4 separate regions of the Sus scrofa genome follow, and regions 1, 2 and 3 are each linked to region 4. The links are chromatin contacts, called in public Hi-C maps. All regions are on one chromosome and are shown on one strand. The core of a region is the stretch at or near the end of the contact, and the rest is flanking DNA. Distances in the headings are between cores, read along the strand shown. Region 1 has its middle 190 kb from the start of MEIS1. Region 2 overlaps LOC106509797 (a long non-coding RNA gene). Region 3 overlaps LOC106509797 (a long non-coding RNA gene). Region 4 holds the start of MEIS1 (homeobox protein Meis1).

What was found. A called contact is a pair of places that touch in the nucleus more often than the background predicts.
Region 1: a contact with region 4 is called in a Hi-C map of skeletal muscle, with 2.3 times the contacts expected there. A contact is called at or near these places in 4 of 47 Hi-C or Micro-C datasets (embryonic fibroblasts, omental adipose tissue, skeletal muscle and 1 more) and 1 of 2 datasets of targeted methods (skeletal muscle).
Region 2: a contact with region 4 is called in a Hi-C map of retroperitoneal adipose tissue, with 4 times the contacts expected there. A contact is called at or near these places in 2 of 5 promoter capture datasets (fetal liver and liver), 30 of 47 Hi-C or Micro-C datasets (adipocytes, adipose tissue, alveolar macrophages and 18 more) and 1 of 2 datasets of targeted methods (skeletal muscle).
Region 3: a Hi-C map of retroperitoneal adipose tissue shows a contact between it and region 4, with 2.8 times the contacts expected there. A contact is called at or near these places in 7 of 47 Hi-C or Micro-C datasets (alveolar macrophages, embryonic fibroblasts, epiblast stem cells and 4 more).

The regions. Positions count from the first base shown.
Region 1 is chr3:75,811,100-75,817,351 of Sscrofa11.1, reverse strand. No RefSeq gene overlaps it. Among named protein-coding and RNA genes, the nearest start is that of MEIS1, 190 kb to the right of the region's middle.
Region 2 is chr3:75,475,212-75,481,695 of Sscrofa11.1, reverse strand. All of the region lies in intron 1 of LOC106509797 (a long non-coding RNA gene), which reads left to right. It overlaps LOC110259996 (a long non-coding RNA gene), which reads right to left. Exons shown (of 2, transcript XR_002342629.1): 1 at 1,316-6,484; 2 at 1-1,229. Among named protein-coding and RNA genes, the nearest start is that of MEIS1, 150 kb to the left of the region's middle.
Region 3 is chr3:75,388,378-75,394,486 of Sscrofa11.1, reverse strand. It overlaps LOC106509797 (a long non-coding RNA gene), which reads left to right. Exons shown (of 8, transcript XR_001307672.2): 5 at 3,943-3,997; 6 at 6,101-6,109. It overlaps LOC110259997 (a long non-coding RNA gene), which reads right to left. Exons shown (of 2, transcript XR_002342630.1): 2 at 888-3,798. Among named protein-coding and RNA genes, the nearest start is that of MEIS1, 230 kb to the left of the region's middle.
Region 4 is chr3:75,623,525-75,629,916 of Sscrofa11.1, reverse strand. MEIS1 (homeobox protein Meis1) reads left to right here and starts at 4,062. Exons shown (of 12, transcript XM_013996097.2): 1 at 4,062-4,192. LOC106509799 (a long non-coding RNA gene) reads right to left here and starts at 3,498. Exons shown (of 5, transcript XR_002342631.1): 1 at 1,959-3,498.

The DNA.
Region 1 (6,252 bases), core at 567-3,066, 190 kb before region 4:
GCTGTACCTCCAATTCGACCCCTAGCCTGGGAACATCTATATGCCATGGGTGTGGCCCTAAAAAGTGAAGAAAAAAAAAAGAATATACATGTAATGGAATGTTCTGAAACCTTTTAAAATAATATTTAAGGAGTTTAAAAAATTACACTTAATGAAGTGGACACTGTTTAAAAATAATATTTGGTGAATGTTTACAGTGTGTAACAGTGTCCCAATTATTTAATAATCTCAAACAAAATCAGAGAAAAAAAAGACTGCAAAGAATTATGTCATCATGCAAATAATGGTTACTTCTAAGTGGTAAATTACAGGGTATTCTTATTTATTTCTTCATCTCTCTTCAGAATCTCTCTAAAATAAACATACAATCATCCAGTCCACACCTAAAGCCTATATATTTATTTATTTATTTTTCAGAGACCAGCCTCAGAGCTGGTAGCCTTTTGTTCCCTAAAAAGAACAAATTCATGCTGAGAAAACCAAAGGCATTTCCACCCGCCTCCTGGGTGGAGGAGTCACTGGGTGGGCTCTCTCCATCTCCACAGCAGCCAACATTTGTTTTGGACCCATAGGGATCAATGCCAGGCTTGCAGTCCCTGCCTTGCTTACGTTCCCCTACTTCCTCTTCTCTGCCTGTCTTTGTGGAACATATGCTGGAGGTAGGGAGCATGACAATGACTCATCCACCGATGAATAAATCAGTTTACAGAAGCAGAATCGTCTTGGTCACCAGCTGCATATTTTGGCTCCATGGGCTATACCAGCCCCCTATGTTAGCTCCATGGGCTATACCAGGCTGCTGGCCGCCTCAGTATTCCCCCCAAGAGGAAACAGTTTGCAGTTAAAATCAAGAGGTGCCTTGAAGGTAAAACCAACCCACATAGAGGAAGAAGAGTGAGAATAGTGACCAGAGAAAGCCCAGCCACAGGAGAAAAGGAAGGGGTGACTTCCCTCCATGTTGACACCTGCTTCCCTGGCACAGGTGTCCCCAACATGGGAGCCTGAGGAGCTGACTGTCTTCACTGAACCTTAGGGGTCGCAGTGCCTCCCGCTCCCACTGCTCAAATAAGAAGCTAAGGGAGCTGGACCATTGCCTCCAGTCCCAAATAAGTGGTAATCTGGGAGTTTCTCTCCCTGAATCCTAACATCAAAACCACAAGCCAAATCACCCAGTGTAGAAGGAGGACAAAAGGGGGTCCTGTGGCCGGTGCCAGATGAAAGGGGCCCCGCCAGCCCCAGCTGGGGAGCACGTTCCCTTTGAATCCAGGCATCCCAGGGTCCCTGCTGCTCCAACTGGTGGAAGCAGGGTTTGTTTGGTTTTTTTAAATTTTTTCTGGCCCACATCTTGAAGTCTTTCCAGACTGATGGACTAAAGTGGAAATTACAGTCCTATCAGTTCTGTCTAAAACAGATGCCACATAATCACAATCATATTAATAAAGCAGGTGAGCAGGAGTATGAAGAATCTGAGGAAGGGGAAGGCGAGCAAACAAACAAACAAACAAACAAACAAAACCTACCAACTTCCAGAATGTCTCCACCTATTGAATGCTCCTGCCTTGAAACAGATTTCCCTGAGAAATGTGAAGTTGGCTTTTTTCTGTCCAAACTCCAAGAATTTCCTTTCCTTTTATTTAACATTTTCTATAGTTTGGATGAAGGAAGCGAAAAGGAGGGATATTTTCTCGAATCTTTTTGGACTTGACCACATTCAAGGTCTTATTTATGCGTGGGTTTCCAGCTGTGCATGACATAAGTCATTGAAAACTGGCACATCTTCCCATCAGCAAACACAGCACAACCACAAGCTTGGCAAGCAGTTCATGTTGCCAGATGCCTTCAGTGTTTCTTAAACTATGTATTCAAGGCACTCCACTATTTTTTCTTGCTGGAAATACTTTCAAAGAAGAACACAATGTTTTGGGTTGCCTGGCCAAAGTTTAGCTGTACTTTTGCATCTTTGCCAAACTTCCTGTTTTTAGCAAAACAATTTATTATCTTGCTGGTTCTTTACCCAAAAGGATTTGCAGGCACAAATAAGTACTTGGTTTCCATGTCTTTTCAGAGAAGGAACTCATTCACTTTCCCATAATTATCCTGAAGACGCAAGAACTGAAACGTATTTAACCTTTGGGAGTGCTACCGAGGTGTAGAAAAGGTTTTAATTATTCAAAACCTCTACGATCTGAACTTTAAAGAACTGACATTTTGTGTGTGTGTGTGTGTGTGTGTGTGTGCAAGGAAAATAATTCTTTTCAGGTGGTTTGGCACGATCACAGATTTGCCGCACGTGGCATTGTAGGAGCAAGTTTGGAGTGATTTGGGGTTTGGAAGCCAAGGTTAGGCTAGATTTGTTGATTCATCAGAAGGAAAGCATTTGACCAGACACTGTTATGAATAGTTCATCTCCAATTACTAAGCTATGCAGTCACCTTTTCGATTTCATCAAAAAACAAAACAAAGCAAAAACTAGACAGTAAGCCAGCTAGCCTATTATCTTTATCTAGCAGCCAACTAGCCTTAATACCAGTAAATAGTTCAGGAAGAAACTTAAATTCTCCACTTAATTATGTTGAGGTAGCCACATATAGTTTCAGTTTTCTTCTACAAAAATATTTTAGCTATCATTAGAACATGTGTTTTCAACACACACAGACACACATACATATACACACACAAATATAGTTAGTCATTTAGACAGGCTTCAGCAGTACTGATCTGTACTGTACCAGAGCAACATTGATAACACTGTGGCTAATTCATCAGTAAAATGCATTTAATTTCTAGGGTAGAATGCACTTCAGCTTAGATGGATGGACCCAACTACAATTTCTCCACATCTTTCCAAAATTATTTCACACTACCTGCAAAGACCAAGGAACTGATAATGTCTATTTCCACTATGTTCGTGCTTCAAAGATCTTAGAATTCTTTGATGGTGACTTAGCAACCACTGTAAAAATAACGGCTCCTTAAAACAGAGTGAGTCAAAGAGTGAGACCCTTTAGAGGAAATGGTTAATATTAATGAGAGAGGGCAGTGTGGTCTGACAATAGATCAGCATCAGCACTTTGGGAGAAATGCTTCTAACTCAAGCAAGATAGGCTCAATTTAGGTCTTTACGTTTGTGAACTGTTCTTGGATGAAAGCAAGAAAAACACAGTATCTGTTGGATGGATGAATAGATAGATGGGGAAATGATAGATATATGTGTGTTGTCTGTTGCATGTCATTTTTATTTTTTCCTTAAAAAAAAAAAAAGATCAATGCTTTGATTCTCTTCAGCAAAGACTGGTCCAAGAAAAAAAAGAAAGTCTAGGTAGCAATGCAGTGGGCCAGAACACATACATCGAGGAAAGAGTTAAAAGGGAAGGTCTTTATAACAAATTATCACTCAATTCAAGTTCTGTCAGATGTAGCTTAGTTAGTATATGTCTGCAGGAGGTAGCCGGAGATTTCTTGTAAACTCTTCTAAAAGGTGAGAATGTGTTTTTATTATTAACTATAGGGCATGTGGCTTTAAAGAGTTATTTTAAACATTTAAACATAAACAATATCAGTATTAAATATAGGATCAAAGAAATACTGTTTCCATGTGGAGTTGCCAAGGCACAGAAGCATGGCTGCAAAGTACAAGTTTCCTTTGAAGGGACATTGCTATCAATATTGCTTACTCAGCAGTCTAGTAATATCAAAATAAAGGGCACATACAGACATATATTCACATGCAGAGGAAAGCAATACCTGCTTTCCCGCCTGGTGTGAAAATGGTTTCACTCCTCTAGTCTTTAAAAACAAAACCCAGCATCCCAAACCAAAACCTTAAGGCCCCCTTCACTAGCTTTTTTTCAGAATGAACATATTTAAAGTAATGTTTGAAGCCTGTGGAATCAGAATTTATTTCTACAAAGTTAGCTCTATTTAATATCCTTGGCTCTAAGCTTAATTTGCTAAATTGTGCTGTTTTTGAAATTTATTGCAAAATTATTGTTCTCCAGGGAAATAATTACCATTCCTCTAACTTTGATGGTTTTGCTTTCCTCTGCACGTGAATTTAAGTAAGAGATTTAAAAAGCAACTCTGTGTTTTGAGTTAGTATCAATCAAGACAAGGTGACTCTGATATTGTATCTGAACTTAAGAGAACCTGTTCTGTTCACTTGAATATCCAGTTTTCTGAATGAGAACAATAGAATATTAAAATTAAGAAAAGAATCCTAGGAAATGATACATGTATCTATTTATTTATACATTGCTTTGTTGCAAAAAAGGATTCGAAGCAGCTTGGGAGCATATATAAAATATAGGGACAGAACATAACTTAGAAGTAGGCATACAGAAAAAAAACAAAAACAAAAAAAAAAAAAAACACTAGGGTAAAGATGTAAATGGTTTCAGGAATGGATCGAATATAAGCTCATAGACTTCTACAAATGAAGCACAAATTTGACTCGTAGATGCTTAAGTTTCAAGGTAAAAACAAAAGCCTACTCAAGATCATGAATAGCAGGTTCTCAGGACTTTATCATAGAGTTCAAAACGTTTTTAAAATTATTCCTTTGTGAAGTAGACAATGGTTTCTAGTCTTCCCCCACTGACTGTTGTGTGATCACTGGGGAGGCAAAGGTTGACCACACTGCAACCGGTTTTTCAGTACTTTAATAAAGCATCCTGATTATTTTGGGGGGAGTTGCCTGTCCCCTGTCTTTGCAAAGGTGCTCTGTCCCCAGCCCTGCTAGTTCCCAGCAACACTGGATCTTAAGCAAGCTGTGCAGTAACAGGAGAGGGAAACGGCTGTGGCAGATTCCTTTCCAGTGGTTGTGTGCTACCAAGAAAATGAGTGGTTTGGGGAATGCCTTGGTTCCCACATCAGCCTGGCTCTCCCCATCAGATCTTTGAGCCATTTAAAAATCAGCCAGTAGGTTTCTTTTTGCTTAAATTAGGATCTACTGCCTGCAACTACAGAATACTCAGTGAAATACAGGTAGGACAGGCACTCAAATGCAGATGGATTGAATGGTGTGTCTGGGCCCCATTAGGTAAATTTAGGTAAAGTTAAGTGGAACCCTGAGAATCTATTGCCCAGCTTGCAGCCATTCTGATCCTACTCAGTGCAAACTAGATCCAAAGTGGAAACAGTCATTGGTGAAGAGCATCTCTGAGCACAGCAATAACCTCCACCAAAGGATATGGATCTTCTTTCCTCATTAAAATTCTTAGTATCTTCCTTTTCCTGTGTAGGATACAGGTGTATTCAGGAAAAGGTTTTGAGCACCCAACTACCATGCACCCACTTGCAGGGTTAGATGTAAACAGTGTTATTAATATTATAGCACCTTCTGTTTGTCCTAGTAAATGATGCCTAATTTCAACATGACCGAAATCTAACACATGAGTAATGCTTTATACATTATAGAGTTTTGTGCTGCTGATGAAAATTATTTCTCCCTTGAAGAGTTCTGGACTGAAGATCTAGTGGAACAAGAACCAGGTACTCAGGGACTTCCCTTCATGGCTCAGCAGTTAGCGAACCCGACTAGGATCCTTGAGGATTCGGGTTTGGTGGTTCCTGGCCTCACTCAGCGGGTTAAGGATGCAGCATTGCTGTGAGCTGTGGTGTAGATCGCAGATGTAGCTAGGATCCCGAGTTGTTGTGGCTGTGGTGTAGGCCAGCGGCTATAATTCCGATTTGATCCCTAGCCTGGGAACCTCCACGTGCCGAGGGTACGGCCCTAAAAAGAAAGAGAGAGAGAGAGAGAGAGAGGGAGAGGGAGAGGGAGAGAGGGAGAGAGGGAGAGAGGGAGAGAGGGAGAGGGAGAGGGAGAGAGAGAGAGAGAGAGAGAGAGAGAGAGAGAGAGAGAAAGAAAGAAAGAAAGAAAGAAAGAAAGAAAGAAAGAAAGAAAGAAAGAAAGAAAAGAAAGAAAGAAAGAAAGAAAGAAAGAAAGAAAGAAAGAAAGAAAGAACCAGGTACGCAAAACAGTCCTGAAGTTCCCTGAGGCCGTGAAAGTCTCACAACTTTCTTTCTAAGAAAGAAAAAGAAGGAGCCCTGAGTTATGGTGCTTACAAATGCATGTGGTATAATGACCCCCACCATGAGCAATGCGTTGTCACTGCCCGTGGACTTGGGAAGAGAATGCACCCAGGGCTCTCAAAGCAGGCACAAGCAGGCTCCCATGCACCACTAGGAGTGAGATGGGCTGGGAGTTGGGCCCTTTACTGGAGTGCTTGTACCTGTGCCCAGACAACTGTCTCC
Region 2 (6,484 bases), core at 1,251-3,750, 150 kb after region 4:
GTTCGGAAGGGAGATGCTGCTGGCCTGGGGCTGGGCGGGTCCCCGAGCGCCAGGAGAAGATCCCGAGGGATGCGGCAGCAGCTGCGAGGATCCCGGTCTGGACGCGGCAGCTCTGGCGCCCTAAGCCCGGGTCCTGGCCCTGGAGGGAGCAGGGCGGACAGGTCCCTGCTCAGAGCCCAGAGCACCTAGGGAGGCGGCTCCAGCACCTCCACTGGCCTTCTCCCTCTTCCCTAAACCAAAAGGAAAGCCAAATCTAAAGGGGCTGCATACGTCGCCTCAGGACACTAGGCAACCCAGGGTCCGCGCAGAAGGTTGTGAAGAGGCAAGTCCTTTGGGCTCCCGCCTCTTGCCTTCCGAATGGCGCGGTTCGGGGTGCTTTGTGGCGGACTAGACGTTCCTTGCTGGAGTCTGCGTCCGAGTCCCACCGGGGCTCTGGAAGCAGGACTGCGAGAGCTTGGAGCTCCCGGGGGGTGGACGGGGAGGGGGGGCACTTGAGATCTGGGCAGCGTCCGCCAGGCGCAGCCGGGAAGCGGTGGGCATCTAGTACCCCGACGTCTTAGGCAGGCGCTCGGCAGGATCACTTTAAAGCCTCTGCAAACTTTCCCCTGCCTTTCCGATCCCAGCAGGCCGTCGGCCCCTGTAAAAACATGACGTTGCAGAGCTCCCCGGTAGGCGCTTGGACCCCGGATAGAGTGGCTAGAGTGGCATGGAATTGGGTTTGGGGCACCCTGCCTGGCCCTGACCGGGCATTTCACCTCGCCTGACTCCCCTCTCCGGTGCCACCCTCACCCACTTGACTGTGGGGCAGCCTGAAGCACTCTGGGTGGCCAGGTTCAGAGTTTACACGAGGTTGGGAATGCCAGGGGCAAGTACAGAGCGGCGAAGGAGAGAGAGTGGGGGATCGCCTCTTGAGGAGGTCGCTAATGGCGAAAGTTGCGGGGGGTGTGTGTGTGTGTCTCATTTTGGCCCAATCTGCCCACTAAGGAGTCTACAACAGTCTCTCCCAAGGCGGAGCTGAAAGAGAAAACAAACAACATATTGAGCAACCTGTGCGCCAACATCTGAGCTTTCTAGAGTCTTTGCCTTAAAAACGGGTATCCTGGGGGTCTTGGTAAAGAGATGAGATGCATTTTATGGTCCCAATTTTGGCGGGCCGCGCCCGAAGGTCGCTCCTCCGCGCACTGCCCGGAGAGCTCAATCCAGCGAGGGGAAGCCCAGGCGCTGAAACCCTGGAGAAAAGGGATTTAGTTTTAAGCCAGTCTCCCATCGATCGGGTCGGTAATTCCTACCCCTGCCCACTCACAGACACACTCACCTCTACTCTAAAGCATTAAGTTCATTACGTGAGCAATGATCTTTATATCCAGTTGGAAAACGAGTCCCGGGACCTCGCCGATTGGGGAAGCAGTGAATAAAGTCACCTGCTCCCGCATCCGCCCGGCCGGCTCCTCCGTGGCAGGGCGGAATGCGCAGGGGTCCCGCGCTCCAAGCTGGAGCGTTTCCCGCAGGGGTCAGGGAAGCCTGTGCCTGCTGTCTTCGGGTTGGCGACCTTCTCGAAGGGTGGGATTGCCCTCGTCGACTTTCTTCCTCCCCTCCCTTCTATTTTCTTCTTGGGGGCCCCCTCTCACCTCCGCGTTTTCTTCCTGCTCCTTTCCCCAAAGTGGCGAGCGCCCCTTCCCTTCCAAGAGTCCCCTGGCTGTCCCCCCACCCTGACCTCTCCCCGCAGCCGCAGGTCCGGGTAACCCATCACCTTTTCGTTCCCGCCTGCTTCACCCACCAGCCTTGACCTCTGTGGATGGGGATCGCTTAGCGAAGCCCTCTTGAAGCTACTTGCTGAGGGCACCCTGGGGCTTTAAACAACCCGATTCCTCCATCTAGGAGAGATCCCTGTGCCCAATGATACTTCCATCTCAAAGAAAGCCAGCGAAGCGGCAAACACCCCTCGCAGCCGCCTGCTCCCCATCCCCCCCCCACTATCCTCCCCCGCAACACCTCCCATCCCCTTGGCATCGAGCAGTGTCTGGCACTGCGGGGAGATGGAGGTGAGCCACGCGCCCCCTTCCTTACTGGCCGACCCACGAGGCGCCAGCTTGTTCTGGAGACTCAGTTTCCACCGGACAATCGTGAAAGCGGGGAAAACACAACGCAGTGGTGTGTAAACCCACTTTCCCGCGCCCTCCCCCCATCTGATTTTCAAGACGTGCATTTTCAGGTAGTCCTAAAGAGTGAACAGCGAGCTTTGTGTGTTATCTAGTGGGGGTGGGGATGGAAGAGGAGGAGACTCCCACCGCTCGCTCCAGTCTTTAATGTCTGAAATAACGAAATGCCTGTGTGGCAGCTGCTGCTAGAGCCAAAACTAACTCTTTGGAAGACGGAAAAGAGTGAAAGGCAAAGAAAGACTGTTCATTTTTTTTCCTTTGGTGCCGTTTGGGATGTCATCTGTTTCCTTGGCGACTGTGTTCAGTCCCCGGAGCCCCTGGGCTCCTGGATTGTTAGGGGGGAAAAAGCATGCTATTTCTGCACCGTCATTTATCACTGTCACAGCATAATGATTCCCCTTGCAGCCCCTTATTGATGTTTGTAATTGCATTATCTCATAAAGGAGGATGATCAATGAAACCGAGCCGTGCATTCTGGGGTCAGAGGAAGCCAAAGTACTGTTTGTCCCCTTTAATACAACAAGTACTCATTATCTTTAGGTCTGCATTCAAAAAATGATCTGATCTGGGTCTGACCCTGTCGGACATCCCAACACTTTTTAAAACGCGGTTTGTGTAACCTTTTGCTTAAATGCTAAATCAAGTACCTGTCTTGCATTTCAACGAAACAAGACTCTAAAATTGAATGGGAAAAGCATTTTTTTCTTTCTTTCTGCCCCCCACCCCCACCCCCGGTCCGGTAAGGCGGTCTGAGGATGCATGTGATTTTACACTGTAACTGCTCAGTGATATAATGTAGAAAAAGCAACCCCCATCAGTAAGGGACCCAAGTAATCTAATGAATGAAAAAATTGGGGTGAGGGGGGAAAAGGTATCTGGGAGCATTTAACAAGGTCGGTATTAAAAGATCAGAATAAACCCACACCCTGTTTAATTAATAAGAGCTATAAACTGAAATAATTCCCCATGATTCTGCCCTTGCTTCTCCCCTTTACAGAGTCATATCTCTTTGGTTTAGATAAATGACTTTTGTGCCTGTTCGATTCTCACAACAACAATAACTAAATCAGTTGCACGCTCTGTATCTAAAACTGTCTACAAACTCCAGCAAATAAAAAGGAGTTCATTTGTCTATTAAGGCAAGTATTTAGTTGAGCAGAAATGTCCCAGTAACACTGAATGGAGTTCATGTAATCCCAAGAAAATCAAGTCATCTTGTTGCACTGAAGTAAATGAAAAAATACAAAGGAGGAAAGGTCCAAGTGTAATTTTAAACTAAGTGCATTATTGGAGTGTCAGAGTGAAAACTGTGCTTGTGTGGTTGGGATGGAGGGAGTAGACTTCAACTTAGCTCACATGTAACTGAAAGCTTTTATCAAGGAAACAATGATGCCAAGTTTGGTTATCATTTTAATTTGTGGAAAGAGGAGAAATGGAGACAATTTTAATTCATCATCTCAATAAATTAGGGTAACTCCTTCAAAGACAAAATTAAGCGAAGAATTGACTTTTAACGTTGCAAACCTGTATAACCAAAAAGAAAAGTTTCCAATCTTCTGAAGGTGAATTCTTCCATGCTAATAAAGCTACAAAAAAAAAAAAAAAAAAAAAGATGAGGATCAGGGGTTTATTTTAAATATTCTACAAATAATTTCTAAACCACATAAATCAGTATTTTACATAAAAATGTTTAAATGAAAAGCCTTCACCATATGAGAAAATGGATACTAATACTAGTTAAATAAAATACTGTCTTGATCATTTGACACCTTGACATAAAACCTTAAATCGAATGATAGAAAAACAAAGGGCAAAAATACTCCCCTTTAGAAAAAAGAACTTTAATATTAAGCTAAAAAGAGTTTTAACTCTGTCGAACCATCACTTAATTTTTCTCTAGAAGGCAGATTCTTCTAATACGTATTATTTTCCAGGAATTCTGTCAGATCACTTTGAAATAATATATGTTTTGTATTATTTAAATATTCTGGCACTTTCGTTCTTTGATAAGGCTCAAACTGAAATGGATATGCAGTCACGCATATATTTAATATAAATGGTGTCTTGTCGTTAACATAAAATATCAAAGGGAAAATAAAACTTTGGGCTTTGTCAGTTGAGATAGAATTTTTTAGCATAATACTCTGATTTTCAAAACATACAAATGAACTCCCTCGATTTTAACCAATCAACACAAGTCTTTCTCTTATTTGGTTGGGGATCTGGCATCCGGTACGTTTTCTATTTTTAATATTTAGTGTTATAGCCCACGGTTAAAATAATGAAAAATTAGTCTCGTTTCAGATATTATTTATTTATAGAAAGAACATGATTAAAACATAAACACACACACAAACTGCAGCTGCAACAGAGGAAAAAAAACTTGATTTACGGTTATTAAATCTTTGATCGCCATGTTAATGTTTCTTTTTCTACCTTTCATTTGCATTTTAATCTATCGAATCTTTACAATTTTGCTGCCTCCTATGTCAATGATTGATTACAGATCTGAAATAAGAAAAACCAAGCCTAGCTTTTCTTTTTCCTTTCTTTTATTCGCTTTCTTTTTTCTTTTTTTTTTCACCGTCCTCTTCCCCCGGGTAGATTTCTGAAACTTTCTCTCAATGCTAATGTAGACAGGACAAATTAATTCTGCTCTTTTAAATGTCAAAGATATAAATAAAAAATGTTTTCTGTCCCAAACGTGAATATTTTCCCAGCCGCTTGTTTTCCAGTCGTAAAAGATCATCCCAGCAAAACGCAATTAACAGTGAAATACACACCCACGGCGGCGTGGATTTTTTTAAAGGACGAGTTGCTCTGAGTTAAAGAAAGGTGAGAAGTTCATCGTCCCCTCATCATCAGCGGCCCGGCCGCGGCTTCTTTTCCTTCTCACACACTCAAAGATTTGGTTTATCTGTGATCTAAGTCACACAAACAAACAAAAACAAGCCTGGTGGGGCTTGCGGTGCTTAAGTTGATTTCTTGAGACAAGCAGTGCAAAGACAAAAGGGGAAGCGACGCAGGACTGTTTGTTTTCTTTCCCCGGCTTACCACTGCCCCTTGGCCCCTTTCTCCCCCTGCCCTCCCTATACTCCCTCCCCCGATTTCCCCCGCTCCGCGGATAAGACGGTCATTTGCTGACCGCTCTGCCCGGACGCGTCACTCTTCCAGCGGGTGTGAAAGCGAGTGTGGCGGTGGTTTGGGAAGGCGCCGGCAGGACGTAGGCTGGGTGCATCCTCCCAGCAAGGCTGGGGGCCCCTGGGCTCTGGAAGGCTCTGGCCGGGAACGGACTGCTCCTCGGGCTGGACTCGGGGTCGGGGTTGGGATGGGAGCTGCGCGCCTCGCCGTCGCGGAGGAGGCTAGCCCCAGGTGGGAGAGCAGAGGCCGGGTGGGCGCGCGTGCAGCCTCTCCGGCCAGTCGCGCGTCTGGGCACCTTGAGAGGAGCACCCCCACCCCCAGTCCACCTTAGCGTCTGCATCCCCCGGCCCAGCCCCCTTGGTGGGGTTTTAGTGCCAGCGGACGCAGAGGAGCGGCCAGAGGAGAAGTGAGGACCGACTTCTCCCGCGGGTCCTGGCTGCTCGCGCTCGCGTCCGCGTGTGGCGCGCTGTGCCCTGAGCGGAGGGACCAGCCGGGAGAAGTCGGAGGGGTGAGACCCTCAACCCCGAAATCCCCATGTGGGCAAGCAGACAGGCAAGAATCCGGATGAGGGCCTTGAGAGGGAGAACTAGCTCAGGCAGAATCTCTCCAGATGGGCCTTTGGACTCCGTGCGCACCCAAGGGCGTGCCCACCGGCGGAGGCGCAAACCATCTTCCCCCGGCCTTGTCCCCCCCGGGGGGGGGGGGGCTCTGCGTTGCTTGCTTTCTCCTGGAGACTCCTAGGGTGGCTGCCGCAAGGGGGGCGATCTTCATTAAAGTGGACGCCCCAGACGGTTAAAATGGGGTGTGTGGGGGGGAAGACATTTGATCCAGGCCGGCCCTTTGTCTTGAAGCAGATTAGGCAGCCTAGAAATAGGAGGAAAAACAGAAAGTCTAGACAGGAAAACTTATTGTGTTCACAAAATATAAAAATGAACCGAGCAGGCTGGTACCTCAATGGGGTGAAGATAGATCCTTGTAGACAAGTGGGAAGACAAGACTGGGAAGATTTAAAGTGAAAGAAACGGCAGATTATTAAGAAAGTAATAGTAAGGTGTCCCATACACTACAGTTTTATTGTTGGGTAGTAACTACCCGATTTATTTATTGCCAGGGCTGTATAATAGAGATAATGACCACAAACTCAAGATAAATTCTTAGGCGCCCAGCCGGACAATTCTTTTTTA
Region 3 (6,109 bases), core at 652-3,151, 230 kb after region 4:
TTTAAAATGTATTGTGTTTTGAGCCGAAACCTACAGCAAAACCACTCCTAAGAGGCTTAATTTAGGTTTTATAGGAAGAACATAAAAGAGACCAGGGTACAGCCACACGCTGAAAGATGGGGAACATTTTAAATATCTTCATTTAAAAACGTATGTTTATTTGCCCTCCTGGAATCACTAACGTGTGTCTCGACGGAGAAAGCGAGGACATGCTACATTCTTAAAAATTATCTGTTCAAGGGATCACATTCCGAGACAGGTTGGAGCGTTTTTATGACTACAGATAACCTCTTAATTAGTCGCTGCCTTCCACTTGTTAATCAGGGACATTCAACCCGGTTAACCAGCCAGTGGGTGCCTTTAGAAGAAGACTCCTTAGTAGCAGGAATGAAAACCTCCTTTTCTTCCCATCGTCACATGACTGCACGTATGGTTTGTGGCACTGCTACAAACTTACCTGCTTGAGATATAAAAAAACCAAAGGCAAGCTCTAGATGCCCACAACGGGGTTGTTGATTACTTCAAACTATGCAGCCCACGAGAAGCTTGAAGGGATAGACATAATTTTATTTTCCCCGTCTCCCCCCGCCCCTTTTGGCCTCCCCCACCTCACAGAATTCGTATCTGAAGCAATTTTAGGTGTCTTCGGCGGCCACCAACGTCTGGGGCACTCAGAGACCCTCTCAGAGAGCGAGGTGTAAGTGGAGTAAATAAAAATCATGTTTCACTGCTGCTTTATCAACCCTCCTAGGTAGTTTTCCTGCCAGCCAACCTGCGCTGTTAAGACCCATAAAATTATGCAATAGTGACTTCTTTGGAGGTTCTTTAATCAGATAATGGCCAGTGTTAGGAGGGAAGGGCTCAGGGCGGTGTTGTTGGCACTTAACACCCGGCTTGGTCATTCCTTGTCTGGTAGAGACCAATAAAGAGCTGATTACTATCCTGTAAGGAGCCAATATTTTACATTTATCTTAGTTATTTTTTTTTTCCTTTTCTTTGCAACTTCTTATAACGGCAAGTATTTGCCAAGAAGACCTATGAGCTGTAACCTCAGGGGCCCCTTAAAAATAAGAATTTGCCTAGCGTGAAATGATGCCTTTTGTGAAATGGTGAAAATGATTTTAGTTTTTACAAGAGCCGAGGTTTGATTACTTTAAAGTCCATTTCTTTCAGATGTGGAGCCGCCCGGACACCATCCCCCACTCCCCCGTCCCCTTCTCTCCTCTATGACAGGTTCACAGGCTGCAACCAAGGGGTTTTAAAATGCAAATATTTATATTTGAGCTCTGGCAATAACAGAGTCATTTTGCTTCCTCTGTTAGCCTGTGATAATTGATGCTTCATACCTGGAACTACGTTTCATTTCTCTCTTTACACATGAAGATATTCTATAAATAAAAGATAATTTATGGCGAGGAAACAGCCATTTGAAATAATAATCCTAAATTTGCCTGTGTAATCTTTTAAGGCTTTAAGAGTCAGAGATGCAGATTTCCACTTTTAAAGAAAACTTGATGGCAACTGGGAACTTTGGGCATTTTTCGGTTCTCCTATTGAATTCGAATGCCTGCAAGGGTCCAAAAAGGAAAAAAGAGGAATAAAAAGAAGGCAGGAGAGCAAAAGGTGCGAATTTTACATGTGCTTTCAACTAAGGCGTTCAAGCACATGTGTAGACTTCTTGTTACACTTTTATTGACTCTCTTTATATCAGACTATAATTTTTTAATAACCAATGTGAACAGCAAAACAGTGAGTCATAAAATGCCTACTCTTTGCCTGGGATCCTCATTTTAGCATGAATAGCGCTACACCCAGAAGAACTGGACCCTAATTTCACAACCTCATACAAAGCCAGGCAATTCTTGGGCCAAACAAACAAAGGGGGTGTAAGCGATTTCATTTATTTTGATAATCCTCCTTCTGCACGGGGGCATTTTGCTGTCTTTGTCAAAGTGAATGACAACAATTTGGCCAACTCTCTCTGAGCTGCACTCAACAGTGACAGGCAAATTATCAGAGGCCCTGCACTTCTTATTATCAGAGGAGAAGCCATCAGGGGGACGCATGGAGGATACCTCTCCCTTGTCACTATTTGTCAGTGGGACAAGGGCCACTGCTATGGGTAGCTGACAGGTAATTTCAACAATAACAATTACTCCTATTACTGGTGTCATAAACAATTCGCCCAAGGCATGACAATAGCAAAGCTTTATAATTCAATGCCATATAAATAAATGCCAGCAGGTAACAAGTAATTTAGGTCCAATCAAGCTTTCACCCGGCATTAATATTGTTATTGCAAGAAAATGGAAAATTGAAAAAATTCAGTATGTTAATGAATTAAGAGAGGTTCAAGGGCTAGACAAGAGGGGTTGAAAAGGGAAACCAAAATTATGATGGTATCATATTTGGTGCCATGCTGGAGGCCACGCGGCAGTATAATTAAGATTAAGAAGGAGATCAAAAGTACTGTTTGCCTGCGACTTCAGACTTGGGAAAAACATGACACAGCCTTTCAAAATCTGCCTCTCCCCACTTTCTGAAGAATGTAGGTAGAAATAGGAGAATGCGTATATAATGTAGCATCTCGCTGGCTTTTTTTTTTTTTTTTTCCACCTGAAATATTTCATTGGAAACAGAGCCTGAGTACCAAAGGAACATTTCCATCTGTTTAAGAAAATCCCATCAGCACCTGCTTCCTTTACATTAAGTCTCATAATGCAACTATTTTAATAAGCCTGTTTTTTCTCTGCGCTGGAGGTAAAGCTGCTAACGCCTCTTTGCTCTCCAGCTGTCCATCTTTTGAAAGTAGACTCGGAAGATACCATCCAATCTTGCTGCGTAAAACTTCCCAATCAAACGAATTTTGCCATTTCACTATTTGTCCAGCAAGACACTGTGCCATCATGGTGACAGCAGTAAAAGAATTTGAAAATCTCTAATTAGGGGAGCTGCAGAGCAATTAACGCATGTCAAATTTCACTTCATCAAGTGCCACTCTAATTTTCCCTCTAAAAATTAATGGATTTTTTTTTTTTTTGTTCCTTTTGGTATGTGTGTGTGTCCCCTTAAGGCAATGTTGATTCAAATCTGCTCAAGATGCAGTGTTGCACAGCTAAGCATCTTCTTGATTACAATCCGCCACACTTCTAACTGCGCTCATTCTCACTGCCACGGATACTTTGTCAACAGTCAAATTACACCACGCTGATAACAATGCATAATGGTGTTCCTCCTCCGGGGCCCCTGGCAGGAGACGGGGTTCATAAAAATGTGATGTTTTCTTCTCAACTGTTTCTCAAGGAAGTTTGTATGACCAGGTCACTAGTCAGGCGTTAATTTTTTGGAAATGCATTCATTACTTTCAAGAAAAAGGAGTGAAAGGAGAGACTATCAGAATACCTCATTGAAAAAAAAAATCAGAGGAAGAATGAGGAATTGAAAATATCTGCGGTCAAAGTTTTGCTTGAACACTTTGTTCAGAGACATTTTCAAGAGCACTGTTCTTGGTGAAATACCAGTTTTTTTTTTTTTTTTTTTCTTTACTTATGGGCTATAAACATTGGAAGCCTCTCTTGAACAGACAGTATTTAGATTATGAGAGAAGTTTGTTTAACTGCCATATTTGCCAGAATCCTCAAAACATCACAGGACACGGAAGATAAATGATTTTTTTTTTTTAGGTCAAGACTGTAGATTCCAGATAAATGTTGATTCATTTTAACTATTTTTTAGCCTCGTTGCTTGTTGCAGGTCCCGTGTGCCTGAGTCCTCCGCCCACATGAGGAATATTTCTCGCTGAAAAAGGAAGGAAACAAGTGATTAGATGATTTCACGTTTAGTTTTTTCAGAGGTCATTCAGATTTTATATTTCGAAAACGTGATCAGATCCAGAACAAAAACAGGGAAATTAAACCAAATGCTACATGTGTCTCTTTGCAGATTCTTTAGGGAATGGAGATCAGTTTCATGGATGACATCCCAGTTTTCTCATCATGTAAGTATATTTTTGGTTATATGTTTTCTTTAACCATATTTATTCAGTAGAAAATTAAGTTCATGGAATATATACTTAAAAAAAAAACGCATAGGTTGAGTCCAGCTTTTCATTCACTGACAACTCAAAAATCTAAAATTTGATACTGTGAGGTTTATATTTCCTAATATCAAAAATTTCATCTTTCTCATAAGCCCTCCTCCCCACCATGTTCCTAAGTGGTCTATTTCAAACAAAAGAAAATGAAATCCCTCTTTCAGCTAGCAAATGTTAGATTCTCTCAGAGCCAACTGGGGGCTCCCTGGAAGTTTTGCCATTACAGTCACACAAATTGAATTATTTTCATCCCTCCCAAATATCATTCGTCAAACTGAATACTAGGTTTAGAGTTTTGCGCGGCTTGTTTACAAATAAAGGTGTCTCAACGAAAATCCTAGCTCTGCGTACTTTTGAAAGACAAAACCTGGAAACCTCTCCTATTAAAACATTACCAAAGGATTGTAAAGGGAAATTTAAAGGGAGAAAACTTGATTATATAATGCAATCCAGCAGTAATCAATTTTACCTTCAATATCTTGCTTTTGTTTTCAAAATGCTAAATAAACAATACATAATGCATCCCTCATCAGCCAAACCATGGAGGCTCTGTGCTCAAATAACAGGAAACATATTCAATTTTCCTAACAGAAGACAGTTCATTAAGCTGTGCCACATCAAATAAAACTTTAATTTCTCCAGCATCAGAGTCGCAATGAAAGCAATTGAAGAAGATGAGCCATATGGTACTTCTATCAGCAAACACATATTGCTCATTCCCCCAAAGTTTTCTAATTCTGCTCCCCAGACCTGTGTAATATAGATAATGTGCTCCGAGAGCAGCAACCATGAGCTATCTAGTGTACATTTCTAATACTGTATTTAATGGGAAATAATGAATCATAAAAGCCTAGAGAAGACGGCTTTTGCTAACCTAAATCTCAGCTGTAATTTCATTGTTCTGTGCCTAAGATGCTGTTTGCCCTTTCCAAACAACAGCAGTTGAACATAATTATGCTGCTTCAAACCTGGGCTTGCAAAAGCATCCCTAATAGAACCAAGTTTCTATTAACTCCTGAAATTCTGAATTTCATGATGCACGGGTGCAGACCTGGAGCTAACCGAGCACGTGTCATTTTTAAACCCCCAAGAAGCCTTTTCTCCTTCTGCTCTTTGGTCAGACAGCTCAATGCATTTATATTCCCTCCTCTGCCCCTCTTCTCTCGCCCGCCCCCTCCCCAACCCATGCAACAGGAGTGGCATGATTAAAAATGAGGAGATTTTCTTGTTATTAGCAAATTTGACATTTGCCTGATGAAATGCACATAAAATGTGAAAGCTGCACAGTACTCAGAAGAAATGTCTCCGCTCCGATCCAAGCTACCAAGATGAAATAATTTAGGCAAAGGAAACGTAAAGAACCTCGTACATCTCTGCCTCAGAATGCTAGGACTGGATTATAAATGAAAGAACCAAATATTGCTGAGCTTTTAGAGCGATGGTATTTTGACACATGTGAAGTGTCTAGTGTTTCATCTCTCACCTTAACTGCTTGGATTATAACCTAAACATCATACATACGCTCAAATGCAGCAGTTTCCCTGTCCTGGGTCCAGCCTGTCTTCTGGTAAGCGTTTGGGGCTGGGGGCTTAATTCCCTTAGAGAAAAACATATTTTCTCTCCCCCCTCACCCAGAGGTTAATGATGTTAGCTTTTCCATTTTTAAAGCTCATCAAATAAATATTTTCCCAACACAATGCTAATTCAAAGGCCATCAAATAACACTGCGGATACATATTGAAAACATATTTGAATGGTTTTGTTTGTTTTGGCATCATACACACCAAGAACGATTAAATTAAAAAGAGACTTTTAAAAGTTAGAGATTGCCTTTTTAAAGCTTATTAAAATCAGCATGTTACATGCCTGTCTCTGAATTAGCTCTGCACACTTGATTGCCATCATTAAAACTAGTTGTTTGGGTGCTGCTCTGTGATGGTTCAAACCCTTCCCCAAAGCTGCTTCTTACTAGTTATTAATCTGAAGTCTCGTTTCATTGAAATTTAGCAGAAAAGA
Region 4 (6,392 bases), core at 2,813-5,312:
TTTTCCCTCTCTAGAGACCAAAGCATTTTAATGATTTGAAATAGAAAAGTGGTAAGGAAAACACCCCCCCTTTCCAAAAAAATTTTTTTTCTTAACTTTTGCATTATCCACTCAGAACATGGCGACTGAGGTATTTTCCCTGCGATGGCTGGAGAGCCTCAGCTGACCTCTCATTGACTTCTGAACTGGACCCAGACATTCTTTGTTTTCTGAAGCAAGATGCAGTAAACAAACCTCCGGGTTCTTATAGCCTGGATTGCTTTGGGGCACTTGATTAACGTCTTCCCTAATCCTGTCGGTTAACCCCCTTTCATATCACCTAACCAGGTTTCTCCCCTTTATAGACCTCTAACTAGTTTATTTCACTTTTCTCACAGCCATTCATTAGCTCTGACTTCTTGGTAACTTTCTCATATGGCATCCAGGCTCTTATCTCTAACATTCCTTTATTATCTCCACTGGATTTTAAATCTATTTTCTTTAAACTGTCTTTCCCTCCTCTTATTTCTGTGTTTTGAAGTGCAAATGCTAATGTGGGGTGAGTTTCGGAGGATGAATTGTCCTTGAAGTACAAACCCCATACCTACAACCCACAGGACAACCTAAAGAGCAATCACAACATTTTAACAGGCATCTTAAAGTTAGGGGGGCAGATGATAAACCCTTATCATCCTGTGAACACAGCTGCCAAACTCGATTGATTAACAGGCTTTTGTTTATTCTGGGCTGGCAAATACACACACATGTTACCTAAAGAGGTGCCTTTTTAATTTCTGAGGGTTTTGAAGCTGACTCATCAGTGTGAACTTCGGGGACAAAAACCCAATTCAGGATAAAGGTCTTTCCAAAGACACAATTCCTTATAGAGAGCCGAAAACTAGAGGGGAGTTCTGGGGAGGACCGTACCAAGAGCCTTTTAAAGGGGCACTATTTGCTTTAAACATCTCCTTGCCAAGGGTCTAAACAATAGAGACCTAGGCCCCAATCTGCCTCTTTGGAGTCCTCATTCTCTGTCTTTGGGATGGTGCTCTGGAAGGAAAAGGGTAAGCTGAGTAGGGAAGGCCCCTGTCAAAAGAGCTAGGGGCAAGCGCCAGAATCCTTCACCATGTCAAGTTTTTGCACACTAAAAGTACTATTGCCTTTAAAAAGCAAGTATCTGACATAAGCTAAAGAAAGATACTGTCACAGAACAGGTAGAAATATCAGTAGTAGTTTTCTGCCTTGAACTATCCATTTACCTTCTCCTTTTAATAGGTGATTAATTGCTGCCCTGCTGAAGGAGTTTTTTTTTTTTTTTTATGGCTACTATATTGCAACTCTTGATGTCTTCTGTGCAATTTCTCTCAGCAAGCCCCAACTGTAATAACTGTTTGCTAATTGTAAAATCCTTATCCAGAATGAGGTTTGGGCAAACAATTTGTACTACTGTAATTACATTGTAAAAGTGTTTCAGTCTCTTGATTGTTCAGAATTAATCTTATAAAGGCCTAGGAGTAGCATCAAGTTCACAGTTATTCTTGGAAAGGAGGGAAGAGGGAAGAAAGAAGCCACTTTTCAAAGCTAATGAGTTTAGTTTAAGCCCACAAACTCAAACTACCTCTTTCTCTGAGGAAAATCTGTATGTAGGTAATTTAAAGTTGAAGCTCATGACTGAAGAGCATCTGTCTCCCTACTTCTTGAAGTTTGGGGTTGTGATTGAAAAGGAGAGACTTACCTAAGCCCTCTTTTTCCATCTCTGCTAGAAAACAAGAGAAAACTTACGGGAAAGCATCAGTACAAAATACATTCTATTGTTAAAGGAAAATTGGCCTTTTCCTCATTTGAAAATGTCACCGCAGACTTGAGGTAACTCTAAGCAGGTTGTCTAAGTCTTTGCCAGAGAGCATCTAGGGCTGTTAAAAACTATGGTCATCGAAATGTATTTCGCAGGAAAATTCTCTTGGTTCAATTATACTTACACAATTTCCTTTGCAGTTCATTTTAGGATCATAAATGTAGCTGCGCCCCTGTCGATGCTTGGCTTGACGGCGCCCCCGCCCCCACTACCTCCAGCCGCGCCGATGCCTGGTGGCCCTGCTGGAGAGATGGAGCTCAAACCCCAGAAAGCAGCCGTCGGAAGGCACTCAGGTGTTGGCCGCAGCTGGCTGTAGTTCCGGGAAGAGCTTGCAGGCGGTCGGCCCAGTTTGATCCTTTCTGTAATCGGAAAAGGATTGCGTTGCCTGGCCCAGTCAGCTCAGTTTCCCGAGAATTAAACAGAGAAATCGCTTTTCTGAGACAAGGAGGTTCCATCTTGGCCTGAGTTGTTTCCAAGTTCATGTTGGGGAAGGAAGGGGCGGCGGGGGGAGGGGGAGGTCAGGCATAAAGTTGGTAATTCACCTGGATCTCCTCGGCTTTAACACGCGGGCCTGCCTTAACCTCCCGAGTGATGTATCCGGGCGTTTGTCCCCGAAAACAACACTTGGATGCGATGGAGAAAAGGAAGAGATCTGAAAACTTGGGGAGTGGGGGAGAAAGGAAGAGAGAAGACATGCAAATGATGAGGGATTCTAGGATGAGTTTTTTAAACAGTCGGAGCTCTTTTAAGGCAAAAAGCATCTGAAGGTTTGGGGTGTACGTGTGCCTTTGGGCACACATGAGACGAGTACAGTGTCGGGGCTGAAGGCTGGCAAGGCTCAGATACTGGGCTTTTTGAAAACCCCACTATTAGGGGGAGGTGGGCGTTGACTCCCGCGAAGTATTAAAAGAAGCAATACTTGTCACTTAAGGAAGTACGTGCGCTTGGTGGAACCTGATTCCAGATCTAAGTTCTGATGCTCGCTCTGTGTCCCCAGTTTCTCAAAAGCTCACTTAACAGAACCTTAAGCCCTATTTGTCGGACCGATGCAAATTATCTTTTGGTTTGCGCATTAAGAGTTGACTTCAGTACATTTTAGGGCTCCTATTCTTTTCTAAACAACCTTCGCGGATAGGAGCACCCAATCTTTCTCAAAACTCTTCCCCTTACCTAACCCCCCTCCCTACCCCCCACCTTTGGGGTGAAGGTGGGTCGGCAACTGGTGGAGTGTAATGAGGGTAGGGGTGCCGGGAGTGAGGGGCCCTCTACTTTGGGGGAGTCAGCCTTTTGGCCACCATCAGGGCGGGAATCAGGACTGGCAGTTTGCATTCCCGGCAGATCGAAGCTCCCTGCTGATCGATTATTTGATAATTGATTTTCCCCGCAGCCAATGCGCGGCCGCCTTGGCGGGAGCGCCTCCTGATTGGCCGAGCCCTCCTCCCCGGCTGCCTACCGAGATTTGGGTGAGCTCATTTTCCAGTCGACCGCAGGGGGAGTTTTCTGCGAGGTTTCAGCTGGAGGGAGGGGGAAAAAAAAAAAATCCTGTTCCAAGCTGAGCGAGCTGCGAGCCCTGCTCGGGGATGTGAGGTTTCCAGCCCGCTGGTCGAGCTGCTGCGACTGAACCTTCTCGGCAGACCAGGGCTCTGAGGGCAGGAAAATAAAAACGAAAATAGCACCACTAAATATAATAATAAAGGGCAGCCTTAGGGTGGGAGAATAAAGGAAAGGAAATTTTTTTGTTTGTTTAAGCCAGAGAATAGGTGTTTAAAGGAAGAAAGTTAAAATTAGTGGCTGGTTGGAGCCTCTGAGTTGTGCGTAGGGGGCAGCTTTTTGTCTGAAATCTCAATCCCCGGAGTGAATTTCTTTTTCTTTGGCACTGGGAGTTCTCCCTGAGCCTTGTCTGGGGGATTGGAAAGGAGAGTCGGGCGGGAGAAGAGCTGGGGAGGAGAGCGCGGGGCGTCGCCGGGGCAAGAGCAAGGCCGAGGCCGGAGCCCCTCGGCTCCTCGAAGACAAAGGCGGCGCGGCCGTAGCCCCAGCCGAGCGCGCCAGCCCAGCCGCGCCGCGCCCTGGGCGCACGGCCGCCTCTCCCAGAGCAAGTCGGAGAAAAAGCCTCCCTCCTCGTCTCCCTGGCCTCGGCTCCACCCGCGAGGTCTGGGCTGCTCCGAGCCCGCTTCGGGTTTCGCTTTCTGGCGATCATAAATAGCTTCGTGTTTGTAAACAGGCGCTGGGGGCACATTCCCGGCTCTCGGTTCATTGTTCCCTCCCTTCCTCTCTCACTTCGCGCAGAACGCCGGGGCTGAGGCTGCGGGCCTCCGGGACCAGGAGATGGGGGCGTCCAGATCCCCAAAGTGAGAAAATGCAAGTATTTCCTTTCTTTGGGCCGAGTGTCCACCTCCGACCGCAAAACAACAACAAGAACAACTAGAAGCTGGATCTGCAGAAAGCCCCAGTCATCTCCACCCCACGTTCTCGGGACTCCTTAGCAGAGCCCAGTCTTGCTCCTGCTCCTCCTCATCCTCGCTCCCGGTTTGACTTTTCTACTTGGGGCGTTTGGTTCTAAGAATCCACTACTCTCTGCATCAGCCCTCCTCTGCCCCGCAAAACACTGGCAGACCCCAATAATTTCGAAGAAAGTCAGGAAGTCTATGTGCGGAGTCCTGTGCAAAATAACTCCCGCTACTGCTTGCCCCGCGTTTATTCCCAATTTATTTCAAGAGCGTCAGCTTTGGGGAGAGAGTCTGTAGGGGGAGGGAGAAAAAAGAATACGGAAAATAAAGCCGGCAGCCGGGGGCTACTGCCCGCGCTTGTGCGCGTGTGCCCTGGGTGTGTGGGTGTTTGTGCCTGGGCGTGCGATTTAATGGAGCGCCTCTCTGCCTCTCCAGTGCGGCCAGAGCTCGCTTCGCGCACCCACCCCTGCCTAGGAGCCTACTTGCTGCAGCCCAATGCATTGTGTAAGACGCGACCTGTTATGGCCACCACTACTTCCGGGTTCTAGCATTCTGGTCGGAATCCACCTCTCCGCCTGTGCAACACACACTTTACACACGCACGGGGACTGCAAGCGGGCAGCATCGATCGTGGCTCCTTTAAGACAAACTCAGACAGACATTTTTTTTTTTAACCCTCCTCCTCTAATCTCCCTCCAGTGCAGCAGTTGCAAAGAGGGAGAGAGAGAGAGAAAGAGAAAGAGCAAGCGAGAGAAGAGAGAAACTGATTAGGAATTAGGAGTGATTCAAGGGAAGCGAGCGCTAGGGCTTTGTGCATTTGAATATTAACATTTGAGGTGTTCTGACCAGAAGAAGAGAGAGCGGATGATCATTCATTCACCACGTTGACAACCTCGCCTGTGATTGACAGCCGGAGTGGCAGAAAGCCATGAGATTTGGTAGTTGGGTCTGAGGGGCGCTCTTTTTTTTTTTTTTTTTTTTTTAACTGATTTTTGGGGGAGAGAAGATCTGCATTTCTTTTTTTTTTTTCCTTTTTTCTTTTTCTTTTTTTTTCTTTTTTTTTTTTTTTTTTTTTTTTTTTTGCCCCCGCTGCTGTCTTGGAAACGGAGCGCTTTTATGCTCAGTGAGTCCGGCGCTTTGCTTCAGGTCCCGTAGACCGAAGATCTGGGACCAGTAGCTCACGTTGCTGGAGACGATAAGGGATTTTTCGTCGTGCTTTTTAATTTTTTTTTTTCCGGGGGAGTTTGCGTATTTGCTTCTTTTCACACTGGCCTTAAAGAGGATATATTAGAAGTTGAAGTAGGAAGGGAGCCAGGGAGGCCGATGGCGCAAAGGGTACGTATTAAAAAACAATTGTGGAACTCAAATGTGAGATTAAATTGAAACATGGCTGAAAGACACTGCTAAAAAGTTTCCTTTTTTTCTCTGTCTTTTTGAATGAGGCTCCTAAAGCCGTGGCCTAAAGCGAGTGGATTTATTCAATGCATTTGTAGACTTATGTATGTTACATGTAATTTTTAATTCAAGTAATCAAGTTTTCTATAGACTCCTAACCAGCAGCTACATAAAGAAAAATACAAGCTCGGGCAACTATCTGTTTAAAAAAACAAACCAAAAAAAAAAAAAAAAACCCAACAACCTAGATACCTAATGTTATAGTTTGAGCATTCAAAGAGCAGAAGTTTAAAGCTATTTTTAAACTAAAATAAGCAGCTAAAAACTTCTGAAATGTTACTGATTATGCTCATCTTTAATATCACTGAAAATATTTAGCATTTTTAAGCAAATAACTTTGTCACAGTACAATGGTTTGGGGGGGTTGGGAAGCATTCATCTTAAAAGTAATTTTAATGTACATGCCTTTTTATGTAAGGTAAGACTTTGTAAGTTTTTCTTAGAAGAGCCCTGCACTAATTGGATACTAAGCACACAACTACTCACTTTAAAAATGCAATACTAATTTCCCCAATATTCCTATTTGAATGGAAATATAGTGAGAGTAAAGCAAGACAATGACAACCCAACTGAGGTAGTTTCTTAGAAGAAAGGGGGTCTACAAAAAGCCCTCCTTGCATAATTTGTGCCCTGGCCCTCAAAGCCCTGTTTGCAAA